Linked DNA regions of Sus scrofa: region 2 is linked to region 1. A link is a contact called in public HiChIP or PLAC-seq data. All regions are on one chromosome and are shown on one strand. The core of a region is the stretch at or near the end of the contact, and the rest is flanking DNA. Distances in the headings are between cores, read along the strand shown. Region 1 overlaps LOC106505851 (a long non-coding RNA gene). Region 2 has its middle 350 kb from the start of RUNX1.

Evidence for each region. HiChIP or PLAC-seq counts read pairs in DNA pulled down with a chosen protein or histone mark.
Region 2: a contact with region 1 is called in an H3K27ac HiChIP or PLAC-seq map of alveolar macrophages. The contact joins two enhancer-like sites. A contact is called at or near these places in 2 of 47 Hi-C or Micro-C datasets (embryonic fibroblasts and psoas muscle) and 1 of 2 datasets of contacts at active chromatin or transcription factors (alveolar macrophages).

The regions. Positions count from the first base shown.
Region 1 is chr13:198,852,900-198,858,511 of Sscrofa11.1, forward strand. The region is part of intron 1 of LOC106505851 (a long non-coding RNA gene); the gene reads left to right. Among named protein-coding and RNA genes, the nearest start is that of RUNX1, 220 kb to the left of the region's middle. Within about 2 kb of position 3,687, at least 4 of the 83 cell types and tissues checked have an H3K27ac peak or open chromatin away from gene starts, as enhancers often do. A contact at or near this core is called in alveolar macrophages, where this site is marked.
Region 2 is chr13:198,986,554-198,991,999 of Sscrofa11.1, forward strand. No RefSeq gene overlaps it. Among named protein-coding and RNA genes, the nearest start is that of RUNX1, 350 kb to the left of the region's middle. Within about 2 kb of position 3,353, at least 3 of the 83 cell types and tissues checked have an H3K27ac peak or open chromatin away from gene starts, as enhancers often do. A contact at or near this core is called in alveolar macrophages, where this site is marked.

The DNA of each region.
Region 1 (5,612 bases), core at 2,437-4,936:
AGAAGTGAATTAAGCAAGGCTACAGGATATATAATTGATGTACAAACATTAATTACATATTCTATATCCTAAAAATGGACTTCAGGAAATTCAAATTTAAAGCATAGTGCCATTTACAATCTTGTCAAAGAAAATGAAATACTTAGGTATAAAGTTGACAAAACAGCTATAGAATTTGCATGTTTTACAGAAAATTACAAGATGCTCATAAAAGAAATCAAACAATACCTAAATTAATGGAGAGACATAATGCATTTAAGGATTGGAAGATGCAACATATATTAAAGATGTGTTTAGAATGGATAAGCAATGAGGTCCTGCTGTATAGCACAGGGGACTATATCCAGTCTCTTGGGATAGACTATGATGGATATATAATTATAGCATAATATAATATAATGTAATATAATATAATATGATATATATTATAATTATTATTATATTACCTTCATATATAGTGAAAGGGAAAATGTCCCTTGTCATATATTTATATTTATGACTGGGTCACTTCTCTGTGCAGCAGAAACGGGCACAACATTGTAAATCAACCCTACTCTAGTAAAAAATATATAAATGTCAATTTTCCTTAAATTGATCTATAGATTTAATGTGATTTCCAACAAAATCCAGCAAGACTTTTGTAAATGTAGATAAACTTATTCTAAAATGTACATGAAAAGTCATAGGCCCTGCAAGAGCCCAAAGAACCTTGACTGAGCAAAGTAATGTGGGAGGAATGTGTACTTGATGCTAAGACTGACTGTATATCTGCAGTAATCAAGATGATGCAGTATCGAAGCAGTGAGGACAAACATATACATCAGTGTGACAGAATAGAAAACCCACAAACCAACCCACACAAATTTGTGCAAATTTTTTCCATAGAAAAGTGAATTTCAGTTGGAACAAAATATATACCTAAGAACAAATAACAAAGTAAACCACATCAAGTGTCATCCTTACATTGAGTGATTTTAAAAATTGAGATGCAATTCACATACCAAAAAATTCCCCTTTATAAATTATACAGTTCAGTGGCATTTAGTATATCCATGCAGTTGTATGATTGTCACCACTAATTCCAAAACATTGCTGTCACCCCGAAAAGAAATCCCATATCCATTATCCATTAGCAGTCATCCACCATTTCCTTTCTCCTGTTGACCCCTGTCAACAACTAATTTATTTCCTCTCTACAGATTTAACTACTCTGAACATTTCATATACATGGAATTATATAAGTGATTTTCTGTGTTGGGGTCTTTTCATGGACCAGAGAGAACCCAGGGGGAAGCACCAGGACCCAAAGTGTTTCCAGCACCCCACTTCTGGATGATGTCCAACAAGGATCGTGATGGCCCCAAGGAGAAATCCCAAATTGAACTTAAATCCTCAAAAGACTGACCGCTTACTCAGAAGTGACTGAATTAATCTGAAAGAGCATATTTTAAACCAGAAGAGACTAAGGTACTCATACAGACCAGTCTGAATTTTCTTCTTCCCCTTTCATAAGGGAATAGGGAAGCTCCAACGCAGAATGAGATCAGTTATGGAAAATAAGGAACATTCTCTTTTTTTGAAACTCTGAGTCATAGCATTTGAGTGGCAGTCTTTTCAGCTCTTGAAATTCCAGTTTCAAGATGAAGAAACTGAGGCTCAGAAATGTTCAGTGATTGCTCAATGTCACATGCAAATTTGTCTGTTTGCCTCCACATCCTACAGTCTTTCTGAGCAGAAGTCTATCTCTTGCTACTGAGATTAATATCAAAGTTAGATGCTTTTTAGAAACTCTTATTAAGAAGGGTCATAGTCCAGAGCATCTCACCCACATCAAGATCCATAATATTTGAGGACTTAAAAAAAAACAACAAAGTAAATTAAAACTCGCTAATTTTCAGAAACTCTTCAAATACAAGTTTCCAAACTTTTTTCTTATTCAAAAGTCAAAGCAAGAATTCCCTGGTAGCTCATGAGGTTAAGGATCTGGCCTTGTCACTGCAGCTCTGGGTGCTGGTAAGGCTCAGATTTGACCCCTGGACCAAGATTTTCCACATTCCATGGGTGTGGCCAAAGGTAGGGGAAAAAAATCTAAATCAGGTGTTTTCAGAAAAGATTTTAAAAATAATTACACAATTCCTTCTGTAACTCTTATGTATATTATTTTAAAAGTTGCCACTAGTGATTAATTTTAGCATATCACATATATACTGCTTATATAGCCAGCTAGTGTTAAATGTTAAATGAGCAATTATTAGGAGCCAGGCCTGGGCTGAGTACTTTCGGTGTATCATCTCACTTCATCATCACAACGAGCCCTTGATGGTGGCTAAATTATGGAACCCAAAACATGTCATGAGTGTGTGAGAGCCTGACTCTAATCTCTTCTTCTGCCTTCCAGAGTCCACACTCTTAACTGATACAGCATTCTGCCAACAGAATATTGAGTCTACACAGTCGTCCTGCTCTTGAGACTGCTAGGGCTGAAAGGAGGGCCAGAAGGGAAAATAAGAAGGGGTCACCACAGGTGGCTGATTTCACTGGCCAGACATTTTAGTCTCTTTCTTTGATTTTTAAATGGAAAAGAGCAAAGCTAGAATAAGGCTGATTTTTGAATTCATATGTATGACAATTCAAAACATGTATTATAACATGATTAAATCCCCTAAAAAAGAAATAAATGGGTGAGAAAAGACAGAGAAAAACCGTGTGTGTATGCATGTAAGGATGCTTGTTAATACAGAGGTTTCCTCAAAGGACTAACATTTTAGTTTGAAAAGGTAATTTGTGTGGTTAATTGTCCTTGAGGGAATTTAAGTTATACAGCTTTCAATACATATACTATTAAGAAATTTAAGGCATATTTGGGGGAGTATTTGACCTCATACCACAACTAACCATAAGTGACACAGGGTGTTGTAGGTTGAAGAGCTGAACTGTGTCCCTTAAGATGTGTGACAGTCCTAATACCTGGTACTTGTGACTGTGACCTTATTTGGACCTAGGGTCTTCACAGATGCCCTCAGGCTGACATGAAAATTATTAGGGTGGACCTTCATCCAAATGTGACCGGTGTCCTTATAAGAAGAGGAATATTTGGATGCAGATGTGCAAGGAAAACTCCACGTTGATGAAAGAGGCAGCAGTGAGCTGCACGAGGTGACGAAGATGCAAGACGAGGAACCCCAAGGAGTATCATCAGCACCAGAAGCTGGAAGGGGCAAGCGAGGATTCCACCCAGAGTCTCGGGCTGAGCCCGGCCCCGATGACACCTTGGTTTTGGACTTTTGGTCTCTGGGAGTGTGAAAGAATCCATTTCTGTTGTTCTCCACCTGATTTGTGGTATTTTGTACTGAAGGCCTCAGGAAACTAATACACAGGGGTTTGGGCAGGAAAGGAGCAGTGCAGTTTGAAGACAAGAATAATTGGGTACTGGAGGAAAGGGGAAGAGAAATAATGATGACATAGGAAAGAGGTGACATGTCCCGGAAAAAGAGGAAGTCTTGACGCACCTACTTTTTTTGTTTTGATTTTCTTAGAATTCAAAATATGCCGAAAAAAGTTCATGTAAGTTGAGTGTCACAGATATCATCACAGAAGAGAAAACCACCCACAAACCTTGCTGTCCAGATGCATGAGGGTGAATCAAAACGGATGGTATACTTCACGAAAAGGAACCAAATATGTTATCATAATTACTAAACAGAATATCACAATGTGACAGTGTGTGTGTGTGTGTGATGCAGTGCGCTGAACAGCACTGACCCTCATTGAGAAAGAGCACTTTTTAGGGAATTTCCCATTGGATTTTTTTTCCCACTCTGGGTCTCACGCACTGACAGCACCATCCTAGAATAGGGTGTTGATAAGACAGCTTTTAACTCAGATATTCATGATGATCACAGAAGAACTGGATCATTGTTACTGGACAGGCCACAGGAGGAAGTATGAATTATTCACCATGTGGATTTACATGAAATGATCTGTCTAGGACATGGGACGGATTCTGGGAAAAGTCCCAGTTTTGTTCGCAGTGAAGCACAGGAGAGATGGCTTCCCAGGGTGACCCACAGAAACACCTCGGCAGAGGGCTGATGTGGGGGCTCTGTTGTTCATTGAACTTTGTCGTTGGGCCAGTTGGTCTGTGTTCCTCTCAGGATCTTTATACCTGGCCTTGCCTTTGCTTCTCGCCAAGCTCAAAGCCTTCCCTGACCTTCTAATCCCAGGACTAACCAGATCCCCTGTAACTGGAGCAAACTTGACCTGCACACCCTGAGAAGCTGATGTTCTGTTTTGCCAGCGATGTCAATGCATGAGTGATTTTTGTATTCCCATTTTGGGGAGATAGTCTCTTTAACTGATGGCATAAACTGTAACCAGATGCTGCCTTCATTCTCTTCTTTCTATGGTTTGTTGCCCAGGCTCTGGAAGGAACCTTGACATCAAGCTCTACTCATGACATTTAATAGCTGTTTGACACAGGCTACATTTCTTAACCCCAAACCAAGTTTCCACACCTGTCAGATGGTCATGTTACTATTGCAGATCCTTAGTAAGCATCGAATGAGGCAATTTTTAGAAGTTGGTTTCTTTTATTATAAAAATGGCTTATCCACTCTGGCATTTTTAGAGGGATGTGAATGGTAGGGCTACACCCAGAGAAATGAGGGACTGTCTCATATTGGAGGCTAGATCCCAGGGCCTTTGGAGAAAGCACTGTGAGGTCTGCCCTGGTACCTGTTAGATGACACAGGTTCCTGTTGTCACAGTGGGATGATCACACCCATCCTCCTGCTTGTGGTCCTCCTTTCCTTGGTCCTTCTCTCCACACACCCTGCCCCCCCGCCCCCCGAGTGAGCGCATCCATCCAGGGTGAACAAACCATTGTAATGGTGACGGCTCTCAGCTGAGCTCCAGGCTACTGTATCCAACTCCTCCTCCACTGGTGCACAGACCTCTCAAAATTAAACTCTCTGCTGTTGTTCTATTGCTTCTTGCCCACTCTGTCCCATTTCTCCTTCGTCTTCCACATTTCAGAAAGTGGTGTCATGGGCCATCCAGCCAATCCATTCAAGAGCCATTATCTCACACTCAGTCACCAGTGAGTTCTTTTTTTTTTTTTTTTTGGTCATTTTAGGGCCGCAGTCATGGCATATGGAGGTTCCCACACTAGGGGTCAAATCAGAGCTGTAGCTGCTGCCCTAACACCACAGCCACGGCAATGCCAGATATGAGCCACATCTGTGACCCACACCATAGCTCAGGGCAATGGCAGATCCTTAACCCACTGAGCAAGGCCAGGGACAGAACCTACATCCTCATGATATTAGTCAGATTTGTTTCTGTGGAGCCACAATGGGAACTCCCACCAGTGAGTTCTGCTGATGCCAAGTCAAGACTAGATCTCAAATCTGTCCTTCCCCTCTCCCTCCCCAAGACTCTTGTTCCCACCACCCATCTCTTTATTCCTCACCCTTGTCCTCCCATCCACACTACACCCTAGAGGCAGAAAGACAGCTTCTCAAATATAAATGAGCTCATTTCACAGTCCCACTTACAACCCTCTGCTGGCTTCCCAGTGTACTTAGGCTAAAACCTAAGCTCTTTCCTGTAGC
Region 2 (5,446 bases), core at 2,103-4,602, 130 kb after region 1:
GGACCCATATGAGATGCAGAGAACACTGCCTTAACCGAGGACAGGAGAGGGGAAAGCCAAGTGCAAGGACGGAGTTTGGTCCAATGCCAACACCAGGTCCTGGCCCAGCCCTGAAGGCCCTGATGAAGCCAGGGAAGGGAGGCTTGGGAATAAACTAACCTGAGGCTGGGGTGGGAGCTGGGCTGCTCATGACTGAGCAATGAGGGTCTCCTCCACTGTGTCTTTTTAGAGGGAGAGGGTTTTCAAGAATACAACTTTCCAACGTGGTTCCCCTGGGTGTCGTAGAACTTGGCGGATCACAACGTCTTTTCATTGCCTGCTCCTGCCAATGGGGTTATCTTGGTACAAACCCATGGTCTGACGAGTATACAAACTGAACTTGCTCTTGGAAGGGGCACTTCTTCCCACTGGCGGCTCTTGCTTCTTTCACCATCTCCCATCCCCACAACGCTTTTCCCTTGAACACCTTTCATCTTGCTCTCTCCTCTTATCCTTAACCTTCCCCGTTCAGAACCCTGCCATTTATGAATAATAATAGCAATACTGAACCAATGTCCTTTATTGGGCATATGCAGTGTATTGACCCCACGTTCAGGACTTTGCACACGTCGTCTCATTTAGTGTTCACATTAGATTAATGAGATAAAAGCAGAAAGAGCTCAGAGTAGGTGACAGCTTATCCGTAGTCACACAGCCAATGAATGAGTGGGTTACAGTGTTGAAACTCAGACTCATTTGACTCCAAGGCATATGCTTTCAATTTAGGATGTCCCAATTCTATTCTCACAGTCCTACAAGATGAGTAGCACAGTGGGTGGGCCAGAGTTTCTTTCACGGCCTCTCTTTCCAGTAGGCTGGAAACTGTACCCTATGTCAGGGGTAGAAGGAAAGCAGGCATCTGTGTGTCAAAAGGAGTAATCAGAGAGGGGTACTTGACAGTACACAGAAATTTGAAAAACGCATACATGGTCACACAAATATCAGATAAAGAGAAAGATGAAAGGCCTTATGCCACTATGATAAGCAAACTCAAAATCAAGGCCCAATTCATTTGGTTGGTGTGAAGGCCTGTCCTCATTTACAACACTCAATTAGCATTTGGGAACAAAAACGACACACTAGACAGTTGTCCACAAAATACACACACACACACACACACACACGTATATTTTTTTTTCTGGAAAGTGCCTTGCTTCTCAAAGAATTTGAGGCATTTATTCTTGCCAGGCGCCCCTTAAAGTTTAGATCCCCTTTCACTACAGTATCTCTTACTTAAAAAGTAAAATAAAATAATGAAAGCTGTCTCTAGCTTCCACAACATCCAAATATTTTGAGTACTCACAGTATAAAAATATGTATAAAATATATAAACACATTTGTAACCCTAGTTCTGCAAAGGTCCTTTATCTCTCAGATATTTTGCAATGGTTTCCATAACCTGGGATACTGCTTGTAAAATTTATCTTGACAAGCTAACAGATTTTCCCAAAGAGTTGCCAAGAATAATTTTCAAGAAAAAATGGCTTAACCCAGTTTTTCTTGTGTATTCAGAAAAGACAGGATATACATTTATATCCCTAAGAAGCAAGTCATCCAACTTTTTTCCCAACATGAGTTTAAATGTTTAGAAGAAGAAAAATAACACAACCGAATTTTTAAACATGCAATTTTTGTTTTGCTCTAATTGTCCAGAATTGCTTAGTGATGGGGAAAAGAAACAACCATAAATTGCAAAATAGCATAAAAGTTAAAAAATTGTGTTATTTTTTCAAAAATAGCAAACTAATAGGGAATTGACATATTAAAAATTACATCTTCTGTGTCTAAAATTTTCAGAGAAAGAGTTATAGCTAAAACAATGTTTGACTAACCTGCTATTCTAAGCAGAAAATCTCTTCTTTAGTGTGTTTTAATGTAAAATTTTATAAAGTCTGACTCTAATCTTTTTTCTTTGAATGTTTTAATTTACATCTTTCTAAAGTATTTTTCTTTTTTAGTCCACATCCTAAATATTTATTGTTTTGTGATCCAATAAACAAACACATGTTGATGCCACTGACCCAAGTGAGACTTAAATTATCCATTCACAGAATATTCCTAAAAGGACTTGTGCTTTTTCTAACTGATGTTAATTTTGTCTCCTTATTCTGCCTTTCTAAGGACACTGGGCCTTGAACTTGTACTCTTCCAATCTGCTGTCATGACTTTTTCCTTCCTTGTTCTTCCTTTATTATATATAAAGAAACTATATATATATATAGTAGATTTACAATATTGTGTTAGTTTCAGGTGTACAGCAAATTGATTCATAATATACATATATATATATGTGATATTTTTAAGATTATTTTACCTTATAGACTGTTATAGAATATTGAGTAGAGTTTCCTGTGCTACATGGTAGGTCCTTGTTGGTTATCTATTTTATATATAGTAATGTGTCTATTTATTCCCAAACTATGAATTTATCTCTCTGTCTCTCTCCCCTCTTCTAACTGTAAGTTTGTTTTTTATAAGTCAGACTCGAAGGCAAGTACTTTGTGATAGGTGGAGAAAGAGGAAAAGTGAGTAGAACAGAACAAGTTTCACCTAGCCCTGTAAAAGATGCTCATCTCCATTCATAGAAAAAAATGTTTCCTGTGGAAAACTTCAAAGCAAATTCCATAGAAGTGTTGAGCTGGTTCATAGCCATCTGAGAATGGACTGGATAATAACTTTAAAGGAATTGGTAAGGAAGAGAGTCACTTGATTAGAGGTTTATGTACTGTGAGAAAACTGTCTCTACAGGTATTGAGAGCAGAAAATAGGATGAAACTCCAGAAGCAAGGTTGTTCCTTGTGGCAAAAGGTGCTACTAGCAATCCAGACTGTCTCCAGTCCCACTCAGCTATAATTCCGAGGGACTCGTAAGGAGGTTTGGATTCAGTTTGACTTTTACTGAGATACTCAGATGGGTTCAAATTAAAAGCCCCTGTTCATGGCAATTTCTTGAATTAGAGATCTGAGTAAAGAAGTAGCCACCTGGGCTCTGACAACTTCTGAAACAGAGTTGCTTTCAGAAATATCTGAGGAAGTTCAGAAACATCTGGACCTTTGGCTATCCAGAGCATAAAGGGTGTGCATGGGCCACAAGCAAAGCCAGGAAGAGAAAAAAAGAAGAACCAAAAGAAATGGTTTAAGAATATGATACTTTTTTTTTTTTTTCAAAAGTGAGGTCACTCTGGGGAACATCAGCAAGTTGCCAACATCCTTATTCTCTCTCTGGGTTTCAGGCCTGTTTTTCCCTTGGATGACAAACAGCCCTAGAGGGGCCAAGAACCTCTCCTTGAGAAGGGACTTTAGACATTTTACAGGGCGTAAGCATAAGCAAACCCCCAGGACAAGTGACCTCAGAGCAGGGTGAGGAGAGCGAGGCATTAGCCTGAAGCATAACATTTAGGGAAGAACCAAAAAAAGGTAGGGACATGATAAGTAATATTTCAAATTTTAAAAGGTCAAAATCAATGCCAAAACTCAAGATGAACGAAATACCAAAACTTTAAATAAAAACATGCTCAGGGTCCCTGATTTTTCCTTTTGCCTCAGGTTCGAGCAGGGCTCAGCATAACACTGTTACTGATCTTATTGTTATTTAGATTTTTGATATCTTGTTCATTGGGATTTTTCTGTATTTTGAATTTTAAAAATATTGTATTAAAGTGATTGTTCATGATGATTAAGGTTTTTGTGTCCCCTTCAGTGATGTGGTTGAGGCCATGCCTCATTCACCCATCCTCATCCAGGTCCTGATCACAGGGAAATAGAAGCAAAGATGAGATTCAAAGAAACCGCATAAGTGTGACCAAGGCAGAGAAATCCCCAGAGACCATTTTATATTAGAGATATGGTAATCCCTGATTTGCAACAGCCACCAGGACATCTGTGACTGTTTCTAAAATCTTCCCATTTGGGTATCCCTAAATTAGCTATAAATCCTGACATTCTAATAATGCAGGAAAGCAAAGCAAAAACAAACAAACAAAAATTAGCAAAAACACATAGTTAGAACAACATTAGAGAGGATTCTAAGCCAGTATCTTAACTTCCTTTTCAAGAAAAAAAATTTTAATTTTGTAAAAATCGGGTCTCTCTGTCATCTCCCCAATTCCAAGATTCTAGTGCATCTGTGAATATTTTATTAGGTGCTTGACTTTTTGAAATCACAGAGAGGAACCCTCCTTGTATATCCTACCTTCTAATTAGCAGAGAATAATCATTTTAAATGGCCTAAAATTAGAATTGTTTTCACCTTTGTTTCTACATACTTAAAAAAAAAAAAAGGAAATACTCCATAAAGTGAGAAAAAAAAAAATTCTAGCCACAAGAAGATAAGGTTTAAGTAAAGAGGGTCTATAAATATTTTGGCTAATTTTTCTAGGGCTTGAAATCTTAACTCAAAACATTTTACCCAAGATTCAGCATTAATATACATAAATGTGTAAAATATATAAAAATTCTAAAGTTCCTAGTTGTTGAATTGTTTGAGACCAATGATCAAAACTGAGTGATGGTGATTTCTCTATGCATTTTCCCTGTGGTGTGTAGGAAAGACTGTTCTGCCACCTATTGGCCTTCTGCGTGAAATAGATTTGATCACACCTGGAAGCAAGGCTTTACCTGGACTTGGAAAAGGTATCGCTTCAGCAAAGTCTGGTTCTCTCCCTCTGGAAAATGGCAGGGCTTCCTCTAAGGCCACGGCAGTGCCCCCAGTTCTCAGAGTTAACTGACTGCTTCCCTCAACTACGGTACACGGGGAAAGTGACCACGACTCGGGGGGGTCATTGGTGGCTAAACAAACACTGGCTGGCCCCACCTCGACACGCTGGGAGTCCAGGCTGAGTTCATCTCTGGCTCTCTGTCTGTGCACTGAGCATTTCGGAGGGGGATGTCCTTCTTCCCCCCAGGTTGTTCAGATGACAAATACCCCAGAGAACTGACGTCGTGGAGCTGACCACTTGGGCTAGCCCTGGGAATTCTGGGAATGTGCTCACCTCAACCTAGCTTCTTGACCTGGAATTGCCTGAATTCCTTAGAATGAGGCAAATATAGTTGAGGGTAGAAATGTCTAGGACCAAATGATGACTCTTGCTTTTCTTGTAGGGCTTATTAAATAGCCCTGACCACTACACTGTAGTTTCCTACAAGGGGTGGGTCAACTAATTAATGTTACCTGTATTTTTAGCACTGAAGTGACTCATGTGTAGCCCTAGACAGTTGACAAAATCTTCTTGGATCCGTCTACCTCCTGCATATCCCCCACCCGCACGATGTCACCATGTCTGACCATTCCAACGGCCTGTGGACAAGATCTTTCCAATTCTAGTCTCATACTCCTGCCCCCTGGTCACCGACCCATTCCCCAAGCTGCTTCCAGAGTGGTTTTTCCAAGGTGCAAATCAGACTGGATC